2 separate regions of the Drosophila melanogaster genome follow, and region 2 is linked to region 1. The links are chromatin contacts, called in public Hi-C maps. All regions are on one chromosome and are shown on one strand. The core of a region is the stretch at or near the end of the contact, and the rest is flanking DNA. Distances in the headings are between cores, read along the strand shown. Region 1 holds the start of SCOT (Succinyl-CoA:3-ketoacid CoA transferase). Region 2 holds the start of CG16753.

Region 1 (6,869 bases), core at 2,777-5,276:
TATGCTAAATAATTGAGTTTTCCTTGCAGAACATAATCCTGGGCTACAACCGCAACCCCTACTTGCTGTTCCTGGTGCCCACGCTCTTCTGCTACAACTTCGTCATTGGAGCCACGCTGGCCCTCATCGAGATCGTCCTGCACATGATGTCCCACCACAGGAACGGTCTCACCATGCAGAAGAGCCTGTACTTCCGTAGTCCACTCAACGTGCTGTCCTCGCAGTTCTGCGCCATCTGCCGCACGGAAACCGACAGCAAGTACAACCGCATCTTCGATATCCTTAACAAGCAGATGCGCAACGCACATCGCTCCGAGGCGCTGAAGGACATGGCCAAGGCAATTGGATAAGCTGGGAGAGATTCGATTTGATATGGTCCATATATTTAACACAAATGTTTTTGTCACACGGTCAACAAAAAATAAATGCACTCGTTTATCACTCAACCGGAGGTATTGCAGCTTCTCTGGGCACTAAGCACGTGGCTCATCAGACCGGAATTTGACCCATTTTCTTCAGATTGGGCGACACTGTGAACTTGGCTCCAGTGCTGGCAATGATGTCGTCCACGGTGTAACCCTCGGCCACCTCGATCAGCGTTAGGCCCACGCCCTTTTCCACCGTGAAGACAGCCTTCTCCGAGATGATCATGTCGATCACACCCTTGCCAGTGAGCGGAAGGGAGCAGGTGTCCAGGATCTTGGGGGAACCATCGCGGGCATTGTGCTCCATGGTGATGATCACCTTGGTGCCAGGCGCAGCCACCAAATCCATGGCTCCACCCATTCCCTTAACCAGTTTGCCCTAAAAAGAATGAGTTTGCAAGTGATTAAGCTTAATGGATGATAATGGATTAACTTACAGGAATCATCCAGTTGGCCAGATCGCCTGTGGCCGACACCTCCATGGCGCCCAAAATGGTGATATCCACATGACCACCACGGATCATGGCAAAGCTGTCATCGGAGCCAAAGTATGAGGCTCCGGGCACCACGGTAACACTCTCCTTTCCGGCGTTGATCAAGTCCGGATCCACTTTATCCTTGGTGGGGAAGGGTCCCAGGCCCAGGATTCCGTTCTCCGACTGCAGCATCACGTTCATGCCCTTGGGGATGTAGTTGGAGGAGAGCACGGGAATGCCAATGCCCAGATTGGCATACATGCCGTCGTGGAACTCAAGAGCCACTCGACGGGCAATGCGCTCACGTAAAACCTGGGCGGGATTTGGTGGAGGAGCGGGTTTGCTGGGATCCTTGGGTTCCGTGATGCGCAAGCGTTCCACACGCTTGTTGTAGTTGGTGCCCTTGAAGATGCGGTTAATGTAGATGCCGGGCACATGGATCTCATCGGGAGAAAGGGCTCCGATGGGCACGATTTCCTCCACTTCGGCCACGGTGATTTTGGCAGCCCTGCACATGGGTGCATTGAAGTTTCTGGCAGCTTTGTTGAACACCAGATTGCCCAAGGGATCGGCCTTCTGGGCCTTGACAAAGGCAAAGTCTGCGAAGATGGACTCCTCCATCACGTAGTTCTTTCCGTTGAACTCCTTCACGGGCTTCTTTTCGCTGGATATTTCCACTTTGCCATCCTTGGAGTACTTAATGGGTGCTCCGCCTTCCTGGACAAGAGTGGCGTAGCCAGTGGGCGTGTAGAAGGCCGGAATGCCGGCTCCTCCAGCGCGGATCTTTTCCGCTAGGGTGCCTTGGGGAGTCAGTTCCACGGCCAGTTCTCCTTCCAGATATTGACGCACCAACTCCGTGTTTTCGCCGACATAGGAGCCAATTACCTTGGACACCTGCTTCTGCTTGATCAGGACACCCAGACCAGTGTCGTCCACACCTGGAAAGGAATTCGGTTTAATAAGAGCATTCATTATATATTCTTTTCATGCATACCTCCATTGTTGGAAACGCCAGTGATGTTCTTGACTCCTTTCTGCTTGAGCGCGTTGATCATCTTCTCCGGAATGCCGCAGATTCCGAATCCGCCGAACAGGATCTGGGCACCATCCTGCACATCGGCCACAGCATCTATGGCCGACTCGTAGATCTTGCCGTTCCGCTGTTTTCCCGACGTGGAGTAGCACGCAATAGCCTGCAAATAATCGGACTATTAGCATAAAAAGCGGTTTGTCCATGATACGCAGGTGTTCCCTGGTATAAGTGAGCGTTCGTGTGGATTGTTTGTGCAAAGTCGTTACGTAAGTTTGCCTATTTTTAATTCGCTTGGATTGCTCCAGGGGGGGTAATGGTATCAGTGGGGTGATTTTAGAGTGAATGGCTCGTGCGGATTCGTCAAATTAGTGCCTCTTATCTCAATTGGCAGCAAAACACTAAATCAAAACAACAAATATTTATAAATATATTTCTGGAACTTTTTGAATTAACACCTGTTGATATGTTTTTGCTGGAGAACTGGTTTATCGCTGTATAATCACATGATTAATAAAGGACTTAATCTTTGAAGAGATAACCGAGAGAAATGCAAACTATCTACATATATCTGGAAGATATTCTCCAGAAATATCGTGGTTATATTTTTATGAGAGGCGGATTTTACCTTGATGGAGGCGGTATATCGTGCACCCAAACTCCTGTTTCCCACCAGTCGGCAGAGCATTTTAACTTAAGTGTATTTAAAGTAATAAAAACGTATTTAAACTAAAGCAAACTGCTCGGCGGATCAACACAAGCCAGAATGAAACGAAAACAGCTGAGGAGCGCAACAGGTACCAAGTCAGCTGGTTCCATCGAACCAGTTCGATAACTTCCATGAAACAGCTGTTTGTAAAAGATGCAACAATTGCATTTAATTAAATAAAATAACGGAATAATACTTTTATGTAAATTTAATTTTCAATTAAAATCTAGTTTTATACATTTTAAAGTTTATTTGTATATAACATTTATTTTTAAGTAATTTGAAATCGATTTATAGTAGGACCGAGCAGCGAACGCGTTTTGCCATCAGCTGTGCTGACTAACAACAACATAACAACAACAAAGGCAAAGCCAGACGCTCAGAAGGCCAAACACAGAACGAAGCGCAGTCAACAAAAACAAAGTCGTTGGATTTGCAGCCGTAAAAACAAACGCCATTTCTTAAACAATTCCGGACAAAAACCACCTGCTGACGTCACAGCCAGTTGACTACCTTACATACACCTTAGTTTGGTTGGCTGGCGTGGATCTGCACGAAGTAGTCCTTGTCCAGGATTCCCAGCAGCAGATGAGTTCAGCAAACCAGCCTTCAGAATGTGGTGCTAAGGTAGCAAAACATTTGCAGCTGTCTGCGGTGAGCCATGACCAATAAATGATGTATTTTACACACTCTAGTCTAGCAGCAAATCAAATACTATATAAACTCGAGTGATGAATAATTTCGGTGCTGCGCAGTTGATAAATATGTGTAAGTGGTTGTGGTTCAAATGCTGAATGTGCTGCATATATATGTATATGTGAAATTCTCGACGTGATAAGGTGGAAATGAAGATGGTCTCCTCCTCCTGATTTCCATAGTTTCGAGCTTATCTCGCTGCCACTGGCCGTTACAGACACGCTCCATTGCCAGCTGTTTACCCGAATGGAGCATCACTGCAACCACCGCACCACTGAAGCCCCTGAGCCACCGATCCCAGCCCCGATAACTATCACTGTCTTACCGGCTTGGCAACCCACCGCAAGCCAGCCATCCATCCAGATGCAATGCCACCGATCCGATCCGATGCGCTATAAATAGCAATCTCAATAGTTTTCCGCAACAACAACCAAAGTTTCCACTCCACTCTGCAGCGAATTATCAACATCACCGGCCGACTGCTGCCTCTGGGCAAATAAGCAATCATCGTGGCCTCTTCTGCCCACTCCACGTCCTCTTCGTGCTGATCTCTTCACGTAATCGCACGCACAAAAGAGTTACAGTGGCACCTCCACAGAGCGAACTTTTCAGGCATCTTTAATCATTTACCCCAGTAAATTTTCTGATTGTCCACATTTTCTGATTTGTTATTTAAAAATTTGAATCTACATAGTAACGTAAAACTCGTTGGTGACTACTTCTCATGCTTTAGAGGTCCGACTGTATTTACTGACTCTCCTTAATTACAGCTGGCGTTCTCCTGCGATCGCCGCATTCAGTTTGGTCTCATCGCTCCAAGCGCACACAACGTCGACCGATGCCCGAGGAGCTGCTGACCAGCTGGAGCAGACTCTTTGACGTGCCTGTTGGAAGGCAACAACACTATCTGTGATTCTCCATGGCCGGAATGGAGGTGAAGGAGAAGGAGGAGCAGCTGCTGCTGGATACCCTGATCGGACTGTGGAGTCAGTATCTCCAGGCCTCGGAGCTCGAAGACGCGAGTGTCAAGGTTTGTGTGACTCTCCTTCGTCCATTCCGTTGATATTCCCAGCTCTTATCGCTGCTGGCCTTTCTCCCTCTCATGCTCGCAGGACCACTGGCTCTGGTTGCTGCTGTATAACTTGCAGTTTCTGGACGATAAGAACTTGCAAGATGCCTGGCTAAATAGGTAATATTATCGCTCTACTTAACATGTATAGTTAGTTATACATTATATTATATTTGTTCATATTTCAGCCACTTCAATCTGATGCCCGAGGAGCTCTGTTCCTATTTGCTGGAGCAGGTCTATCAAATCATCAGCGAGGCGAAGAGATCTCAGGAAAGCAGTCCGACGCATGAACCGGAGCAGCAGGACAAGTGCATCAAGCAGCTGCGCAAGCAGCATAATCTGGCCCAGGTTTCTATCGAAGCATATTCCCCTATTTCTGATCCAGTTCACCATTTCTCATGTCTCTTCTTGCAGCTAATACTCAGCACTCCCAGTGATTGCAACAAGATTCTCGCTCTGCGGACATTCCTCACCGATAAACTGGGCCATCATCTATTGACGTTTCTGCTGCGCGTGGATATCAAGGCACGTGCTTTTCTTGAATCCCAGAAATTGTTACATATTAAATATTTAAATTAAATCAATTCTTAAACCTCTGCCTGCAGCTCATTGCATCCCAGAAGAGTCTGTGCCACCTGTGCATTAACCTGTTCCCCAACTGCAAGTGGAGTGCATCCAACGAGCAGCTGATTCCCATGACCAGCATTGCTCAGTTCATCGGAAGTTTCTACCTCAATTCGCAAAGCAAAAAGCTGAGACGCCAACAGCAACCAAAAAGTCAATTACCCAATCACATATCCAATCCAATCAAATCGAGTTTCGAAGACTTTAGAGGGACGACAAGGAGCAGTGATGAACTGGCCTTGCTGCTCATCCAATTGCTCACCAGGTGCGTGGATGCGGAGCAGGAATCCCAGCTGAGCGTTACGGTCCATAACTTTGCTCTGGGACACTTGTGTTCAAGTTCGGAGCAGGATGCATCGGGGAATAACGATGAACTCATTAAATTTGAACTGCTCCAATTGATAGCACACTGTGTAAACAACTTTTACGTGCTGGAGCAACAGCAGCCGAATGTCCATGACTTCAACAGCAACTTTGGGCAGCTCCTCTACGCACTGACCGCCAATCGGAGGAGTCCCCTTCTGGCTCATGGAGTATTATACATAATGTTTGGCACCCTTCACAACCTGGTGGATAATGGCGTGCGGGAGTTGAACCAGATCGATGTGAGGAACTTTGATGCCTGCTTCGAGGTCTTGCAAGAGGCGGCCAAATCGACTAACTTCTCGACCGCCATATTCCTGCATATCTACAAAATGCTGCTACGCCTGACGGACAACCTTTCCAGCCAGGAACAGCACCTGCAGAGTCTTATGGAGAGCAGTGCATCCACCGCGATGCCCAAGCAACAGCAACATCCGCGCCACAAAAGACAAAGGAGCAGTCAGTTGCATTGTCTGGGAGCCACTTCCCTGAGCTGCTACTTCCAGGGAAAACTGTATCACTTGCTGCCCAGTCTGGAGGCAGAGCTGCAGGAGCATAGCGTGAGGAGTCTGCTCCGAACCGGAAGCTGTTGCTGCCACTACAACGTCAGGAACTACGCCACTTGCCTGCAACTAGCCACCCAACTTTCCAGCAGCTATCAGAAGTGTGCATACAAATTCCTCCACTACAATGTGCTGCACACCATCTTTGTGAAGCGGAATCCCCAGGGATGCCCGGGATGCGAGGATAAACTAAAGTCGCCTGTATTTCACATGGACCTACTGAACATCTACAAGGATAACTACAAGGCCCTGCTGAACACACCTGCAATGTTGCTCTTCCTCAAGCATCTAAAACATATCGCCTATCTGCTGCCCTATGATTTAGCCTCTGGAATCTTGGCGGAGGTGGCTTTGCCCATTTTTAGGCGTTACAAAGAACTGATTGAAAGTGGCGAAAGCAAGAGAAAGATAAGCAAGGTCACTCCCCTACAGTTGCCCAGCAAGTTGGAGAACTACAGAGCTCTACACGAATGCCTGAGTATCTTCGTCATGTACCTGAGTGATATCCGCCTGGTCAAAGCTTTCTACAACGAGGAGAACATCCGCTATATGCAGGATCTTCTAATCATACCCGAACTGCAGCGGGGAGTATGTGATCTCATCAAGGTGGGCATTGATAACATAGCTTTTCTGGGCGAGAACAGCCAGGAGCAGATCACTCTGAGCAGGAGACTCATCCAGCTGCAGCTGAACAGTAGTGACAGGGCATCGCAGCTCTTCCAGGCTCTGCTGTACAAGTGCTCCAAGCACTCCCGCGCCAAATTCTGGCTGGATGAGAGCTCCACTCCTGCCAAGCTCGAGGGTCACAAACCCGCGGACATACTCTACATAACCGCCCTGCAATGGACCCTGAACTTCGAGCTCCTAAAGACCAGTCAGTTGTTTTACAACGAGTTTGCCAAAATCTACTC
Region 2 (6,869 bases), core at 2,337-4,836, 1.1 Mb before region 1:
ATGTATCTTAAACTAAACAAACGAAAAAAGAAACCCCAAAAAATGAAACGTGAAACTGATTTCAATAAATTTGCAAAGGAGAGTGCAAACTTGAGAATGCAAAATAAAACCAAACTACAAAATAGCGTTTTTATTTCAACCAAAAAATGAAACTACACACAACCCGGAGCCCCTAAAGCTAAACACATTCAGACCTCACCTCAGATCATCACCTCCCGCCAAGAACTCCACTCCACTCCACACAATGCCTCGCCATTTTCCTCACCTCAAAGACATCTCCAAAATAGATTCATTCATTCGAAGAACCCACCCAGAAAAACCACACCCCACCCACAGCCATAAAAAACACAATACAAGCACTCTGCAACAAGGCCGTATTTTGACTAATAGAAAACTTTTCTTCTTTTTTCTTTAATTGCAGGTTAATTTTCATTCCACTTTTGTTTTAGTTCTCAATCTCTATCCATCTACCGCTCGATTGCTTAGTCGTGAATTTACTGAACCCGCCTTTCCCTTTCTCTCTGCTCTTTCCATTTGCAGTGCCAGATGGGCCATCTGATGTGCGCCGCCTGTTTCACGCATCTGCTGGCGGATGGACGGTATGAACCCACACTCTAGAAACCAAACTAAGATCCTTGCAAATGCCACCACCAACTCCAACTAACGAGTTCTGTTTACTGTTCCTTGCGACCTTTTTTTTTCAAATATATTCTCTCCCTAGCTTGCGCGATCAGATTGCCACGTGCCCCAATTGCCGCGTGGAAATTTCTAAGAGCACTGCGTCGCGCAACTTGGCCGTGGAGAAGGCCGCCTCAGAATTGCCCAGCGAGTGTCAAGTAAGCTGTTCTATACTTTACCAATTCCAGCATTTGATATTAATTTGCTTGCTTTCGTCTGTAGTTCTGCAACAAGGAGTTCCCATACAAATCTCTCGAACGCCATGAACAACACGAGTGCCAGGAGCGCCCGACCAAGTGCAAATACCATCGCATTGGCTGTCAGTGGCGGGGACCCTACCACGAGAGTGAGTGCCTTCGCCGCATCCCATGGATGTACTAACTAATCATCCATCTAATTCGCAGCCAACGAGCATGAGCGCAACTGCTTGCATCCCCAGAAGTCTGGCTACGAGGTAATGGCAGCCCTGGAGGCCCACGACGATAGGATCAAGGAGGAGAAGAAGATGTTTAACACCCTGATTGACTTGCTTAGCTACGAGAAGATCATATTCAATGGTGGGTGTAGCACGGAACAGAGATCTGTCTTAATTGCTCTATGGAATTAAATCTAATCATTAATGGTTATTGTAGCTGAGCTCGTACACAAATGCGGGCAGAGTTATGCTAACGCTCGATCGCTTTCTAGTTATATGTACTTACATTCTATCTTTTTAGACCTCCAAATGAAACCCTACCGCACAGACGAGTACGTGCACAAGCTCTTTTATGAGACGGCCCGCTTCTCGGCCTTCAATCAACAGTGGGTGGTGAAGGCGCGCATCAACAACAGCCAGCGCGATCCGCATCAGTCCAACGAGCGGACCATCACCTATCAGCTGATCCTCAAGACCAAGACCAGCACGCCCATGAGCATACATTTCTTTGCGCTGAAGGGTCCGTTCTCGGATATGAAAGTTTCCACGCAGATATACAAACATGAATTCACCGAGACGGTGAGAATAAAAATATTAATAATAAGAACTGTCGACTAGTCATAAGTTTACTCTTGTCCTGCAATTTCAGAGTACCGAAAGCGAGTACTATGTCTTGCCATTGCCAGATGGAGTCGGCGGTAGCGGCTCCAGCGAATGCAACCGTATGCTGGCCAACAAAGGCATTAACTTCCGGTGAGTAATCATCGAAACAGCCTGCTGAAATCGCATATTTATTATATTAACAACTTCCTCTTGCAGCCTGCTCATGTTTCTGCTGAACAAGTAGACGCTTTCGCTGCTCAGCGAACTAAGATTTTCAAATTAGCTTAAGTTTGTTGTTTCAAACTCTTGAATGTGCAAAACCTAGATATAGTTGACTTATATTTTCTATCAATGTATATGTAATACTTCGAGGCGGTAACGACGAGCCTGGGCCTAACCGAGAACCGCTTCCCGATAGCCCGCAACCCGTTCCCGATCCCGTTCATGTTTCAATGAAGTTTAAGATCACGCAGACGTAACGCGGTAGGTTGTAACCTAAGTTTAGTGTAGATTCGGCTACATTTTGTACATGAGATGAGATAGCGCCATTTTATGGAGACACCTTTCAATAGCTATGTTAACTCTACTGTTAGTGCTGGTGGCGAAATGGATACGATACGATGGACAAGACGACTGATGTGTGTTTGACTAGCGTTTAATGATCTCACAGGAAGGAGCCAGCCCACGCTAACGCGATAATACCGATAATAACCATAAAATAGCCGTAGATTAACTGTCCGGACGCAAGGACCTCGAGTCCACGGCTCCGTTTTCACTGTAAGAAGAACAACACCAAGTTGAAATTCGAACCCTAAGCAGGCGCATATAGAACGCTCTATGATATAACGTAGCGATAGACTAACTACGATCACATAGCCCGGGCCGTAAAATGCAAAGATCCCCCCAAAAGTCCTCACGTTCGAATCTTGTCTAATCCTCGTTCTGTTGACCCTCTTACGATTTAATGCTTACAACTTACATTCGTACGTGTAATATTTATATGCATCGTTAAATGATAACTATACCTAATGCATATATAATAAAGATACTTCTTAATAAACAAAATCCACCTGTTTTCTTCTTGGGGGCAACTGAATTTTTTAGCTCTAAACATTGATCATAAATTGTTCTAGATATGCACAGTTTATTTTACAGTGCTCAATTAGTAACGTTTTTCATAGTTTTGGACTAACATACTTGCGTCATCGTATATTTCTTTACAATCCTTGTATTATTTATGTTTATACCTAAAAATAATTAATCTGCTGATTTGAGGCTTCTATTCGTAGTCGTCCTCTTCCATCGCCTGGTACTTGTTGCGCACATGGGCGGCGATGACTTCGCGGGGATTCTTCTTGAAGTTCTTGTCTTTGATGAGCTTTTCGAAGGACTTGACGGTGTTGACCATTTCAGTGCGTTTTTTCCGGATCTTCTCGTTGGCACTCAGTCGGACCTCTGGTTCTGTGAGGGCTGCCCCCTCGGAGACATCCTTTTGCTTGGTCTTCACCAGCTTGTAGATGTCCTGCAGCGAGGGTAGGGCATCCCGCAGTGGTTTTAGATCTCCGACAACTTTGGTCTTCTCGCGATTCTTGTGCTCCTCCTTGCGTTTCTTACGCGCTTCGGCGAATCTCTTGAGCAGCTTCTTGTGTTTCGCCTCGGATTTCTCCTTCTTGGTGGTCGTCTTCTTGGGCGTAAGGGTCTTGTGGAGCAGACGATCCTCGCGCAGCTTGGCCTTCATGTCCTGAGCCTTCTGCTTGGCCGCCCCCACCACGCTTTTCGCCTTGGCCCTTACATTTTTCTTCGTTTTTGCCATTCTACTGCGATTTGTGCACCAACAAAATCAAAATAAAAACAAACGTGCAGCGTGCTAAGCCCCAAAATCAGTGTCACCACACCCGGTATGGTTAGCGATGACAATAACAGTGCTTCGTTATCGGTTATCGGCGGCAAGCTGATTGTTGGTTAATATATTTGAAATTTATTATTCAGCTTCGAAGATTAGCACTTAAATATGTCATTTAAAATATATATATATTCCACAGCCCATAAAAACGTATGTAATATATAAATTCAGCATTTTATTTACCAACTACCTAGCCTTCTAAGTGACTAATGAATAACAAATAACAAAGACAGAGAATAAAAGTTTAACCTAATACCAGTCACTAAACCGGGCAATCGTCCGGCTCCATTTGTCCATCCGGTTGGCAATGGTTTCGTACTCCTTGGGACGCGGTTCAAAGACTCGCGCCACTTTCCGGAAACGTTTGAGATCGTTCACATCGCGCCAGATTCCGAGGTTGATGCCCGCCATGAACGTGGCTCCCATGATGCTGCTCTCCGCATTGTCCGCCCGCTCCACCCGCAGTCGGCTGAGATCCGCAAGGAATTGGCAGACGAAGTCATTGCGGGAGACGCCGCCATCAACCCTAAAATAGAAGAAAATAAGTGCAATGTAAAATTGGTTAAGATGGATAGACAGAAATACCTAATCATATGAAGCTTCTGAGAGGTCTCCTTCTCAGCGGCCTCGATCAGCTGCACCAGACGAAATACTATGCTCTCGAGCAGAGCCCGCACCATGTGGGCTTTGGTGGTGGACGGAGTGAGGCCAATAAAGCCACTTGCTGACCGATAATCGTTCACCGGGGGCTGTCAAAGATAAGATGGGGATTAGGTAATCTTGAACCAGTTGCAAAAGTGCTTTAAAAAACATACCCCCAGGCCACTGAAGGCCGGCATGAAGAACACATCGTTCGTATCTGGAACGGACTGTGCAATATCTGAGGTGTTCGCTGGACTATCGAAGAGCTCGCACGATTGCGCCCAAGTGACCACGGTGCCAAAGTCATGGGATGCTCCCTCAATGCAGTAGACAGCTCCCTGCTGCCTGGTTGGTTTCTTGAACTGCCAGGCCACCAATGGATACATGCCAGAGATGACAGCTTGGCAACGATCGCCTGTTACCAGATTAAGGAACGCACCAGTACCCATTGTGACCTTGACGTCGTTCTTCTGGAAACACTGCGAGCCCCAAATGGCTGCTGTTTGGTCACTTAAAGAGGCAGCAATGGGTATCTCTGTGTTGGCCCAATCCGGACCGAAGGCAGTAGGATGCACATGCCCAAAGCCCTTGTAGCCGTTGTCCACCACACGCGGCAAGATTTTTGACTGCAATGGAAGCAAATGAATGCAAATAGAGCCTGATGGAGGATATAGCCAACTCACATTGATGCCGAATAGCCAGCTTATAAGCGGCGACCAGCTGAGCGTGAACGGATCGTACAAACCCGTCGCCGTACTCGAGGTCACATCGGTTATGTGCTCCACATCCTTATCGCGACTGCTGCCAGTTCTTAGCTTGTGCAGGATCCACGAGTCCAACAGCTCCACGCGCGCCTTCTTCTGCATCAGAGCCTGCTTCAACTTCTTGTTGTTCATTATCTCGAAGAGTAGCCTTGGAGTGACCTGGCCATTCATCAGTTGGAGAACGCTGCCGGCGAGGAATCGTGACTGGCGGGTGAGAAGGAACAGGGCATACGAGAACCAGTTCATGGAGCTCTTCGTCCAGCTGGCATTCCACTGGTCAACCAGCTCGTCGGCGCGCAAATCCTTCCAGGTGATGAAATTGTGGTAGTACTCGCCACTGCGATGATCCCACGTGAGAAACGTGCAGCGCTGCGTGGAGATGGTCAGGCAGGTGATGTCCGGTGGTGTCAGTTGAGCATCTGCAAAAGGCATCAAAAGTAAGTTCTAGCTTATCCAGGATCACAATCGTACTGCACTTGAAAATTCAATAACTATGAATAAGTAATCTCAAATGTAATCATATCTGTGCCCAAATTCAGGTTTACCTCACTTATTTTAGGAATAAGCCTTTAATTAATATATTTAACGATGTATTAAACCTGTTGGGGATTTTAGAGATTCGCGATACTCACTTTTTACTGCCTGCGTTATAACGCCAACGATTTTCCGCCACAAGCTCTCGGGTTCGATTTCGAAATAGCCTGGCTGCGGGTTCAGTAGCTCCACCTAATTGCGCCAAAGGTCGTCAAGGTTTTGCTTAATTAACTTTGCACCGCGGGTCACTTGAAGATCGAATCACTTACAGCATCCACCGCCGATCCCCGGACTTCGCATTGTTCGTCCAGAACGAAGCTCCGCACGCAGGTGGTGCCAACATCCAGGGCGAGTATGAAAGCGGGTGAGTCGGGTGGTCCCGACTCCTCCGCACACTGGGAATCCTTGGCTGCTCCTGCTGGCTTAGCTGCTACTTTTGAAGGCGCCGACATGTTTCCCAGCGCACGCTTCGTCGATCACTGGCTTTGGGACGCTGCTGAGCTGAATTGGCGGGGCGACTTATCCATTTCGCTACTGCTGCGGCTATACTTATTGTTATTGTTATTCCGACGAGCTCTCATAGTGCGCGATTCAGATTTCCTTATCAAGTGCTCGACTTTTGTTTTTGTTTCGAGTCCAGATGATAACGCAACTGGTTATCCAGGGCTGCCACCTGCTCGCGCCAGCTGCAAGTCAACTAGCTCGAAAGTAGCTAGAATCTAAATAAGATCTAAACAAAGGCTACATTTCAAAACATTAAATACGCAATAAAATACTAGAATGTACAAAGCAATCTACTTGCAAGGGTTGTTGTATGGGTTTAGTTTAATTGCTGATATAATTGCAGCATCCTGTGTTGGCTAACACATAAATATCCCTTCACAGTTGCCCAACGTAGTGACAACTCTGATTGGCGCCAATTTCAAATCATCATCATCAGTTGATAAGAGCTACCACCATGTTTCGTTCAGGATTATGATTCTTATCTAAAGGTAGCGATAAGCCCTCTAAAATTAGAGCACTATCGACGCTTCCCACAAAACGATTACTCACGTGTGCGACGCAACACCGATCTAATCTTGGCGTCGCTTTTTTTTTTTAACAACTTTATTTGCTGTACACATAGACACTTGCATATATACAGTATAATTCGCTTAGGTGCCTCGAGTACTTTGCACAATGCCTCGATGCAGGTAACTTAAAAATGCAGCTAACTTAATTTTTTTTTTTTAAGGAAAAATAAATTCACACAAAAAAATGGAAAAATAATGCAGATATCTTGCCGATGCAGCTAACTATCGATGCAGCTAAGCGAATTATACTGTATTAT

Evidence for each region. A called contact is a pair of places that touch in the nucleus more often than the background predicts.
Region 2: a contact with region 1 is called in a Hi-C map of the Kc167 cell line, with 2.3 times the contacts expected there. The contact joins the promoter of CG16753 here to the promoter of SCOT in region 1. A contact is called at or near these places in 10 of 107 Hi-C or Micro-C datasets (the D17-c3 cell line, the Kc167 cell line, the ML-DmBG3-c2 cell line and 7 more).

The regions. Positions count from the first base shown.
Region 1 is chr3L:1,960,300-1,967,168 of dm6, reverse strand. SCOT (Succinyl-CoA:3-ketoacid CoA transferase) reads right to left here and starts at 4,026. Exons shown (of 4, transcript NM_167928.2): 1 at 3,678-4,026; 2 at 1,896-2,094; 3 at 863-1,839; 4 at 364-804. The coding sequence starts at 3,695. The coding sequence ends at 490. It overlaps mv (mauve), which reads left to right and starts at 2,991. Exons shown (of 18, transcript NM_139424.2): 1 at 2,991-3,294; 2 at 4,107-4,366; 3 at 4,449-4,525; 4 at 4,594-4,756; 5 at 4,823-4,933; 6 at 5,014-6,869. The coding sequence starts at 4,256. CG1927 reads left to right here. Exons shown (of 3, transcript NM_139427.4): 3 at 30-444. The coding sequence ends at 350. It also overlaps asRNA:CR45827 and asRNA:CR45828.
Region 2 is chr3L:3,051,796-3,058,664 of dm6, reverse strand. It overlaps CG16753, which reads right to left and starts at 3,586. Exons shown (of 1, transcript NM_139507.3): 1 at 2,823-3,586. The coding sequence starts at 3,509. The coding sequence ends at 2,976. It overlaps CG1271, which reads right to left and starts at 6,151. Exons shown (of 4, transcript NM_206259.2): 1 at 5,638-6,151; 2 at 4,925-5,424; 3 at 4,415-4,867; 4 at 3,759-4,348. The coding sequence starts at 5,251. The coding sequence ends at 3,974. CG32486 reads left to right here. Exons shown (of 8, transcript NM_139508.3): 2 at 541-599; 3 at 722-836; 4 at 901-1,024; 5 at 1,083-1,235; 6 at 1,395-1,672; 7 at 1,743-1,846; 8 at 1,913-2,757. The coding sequence ends at 1,940.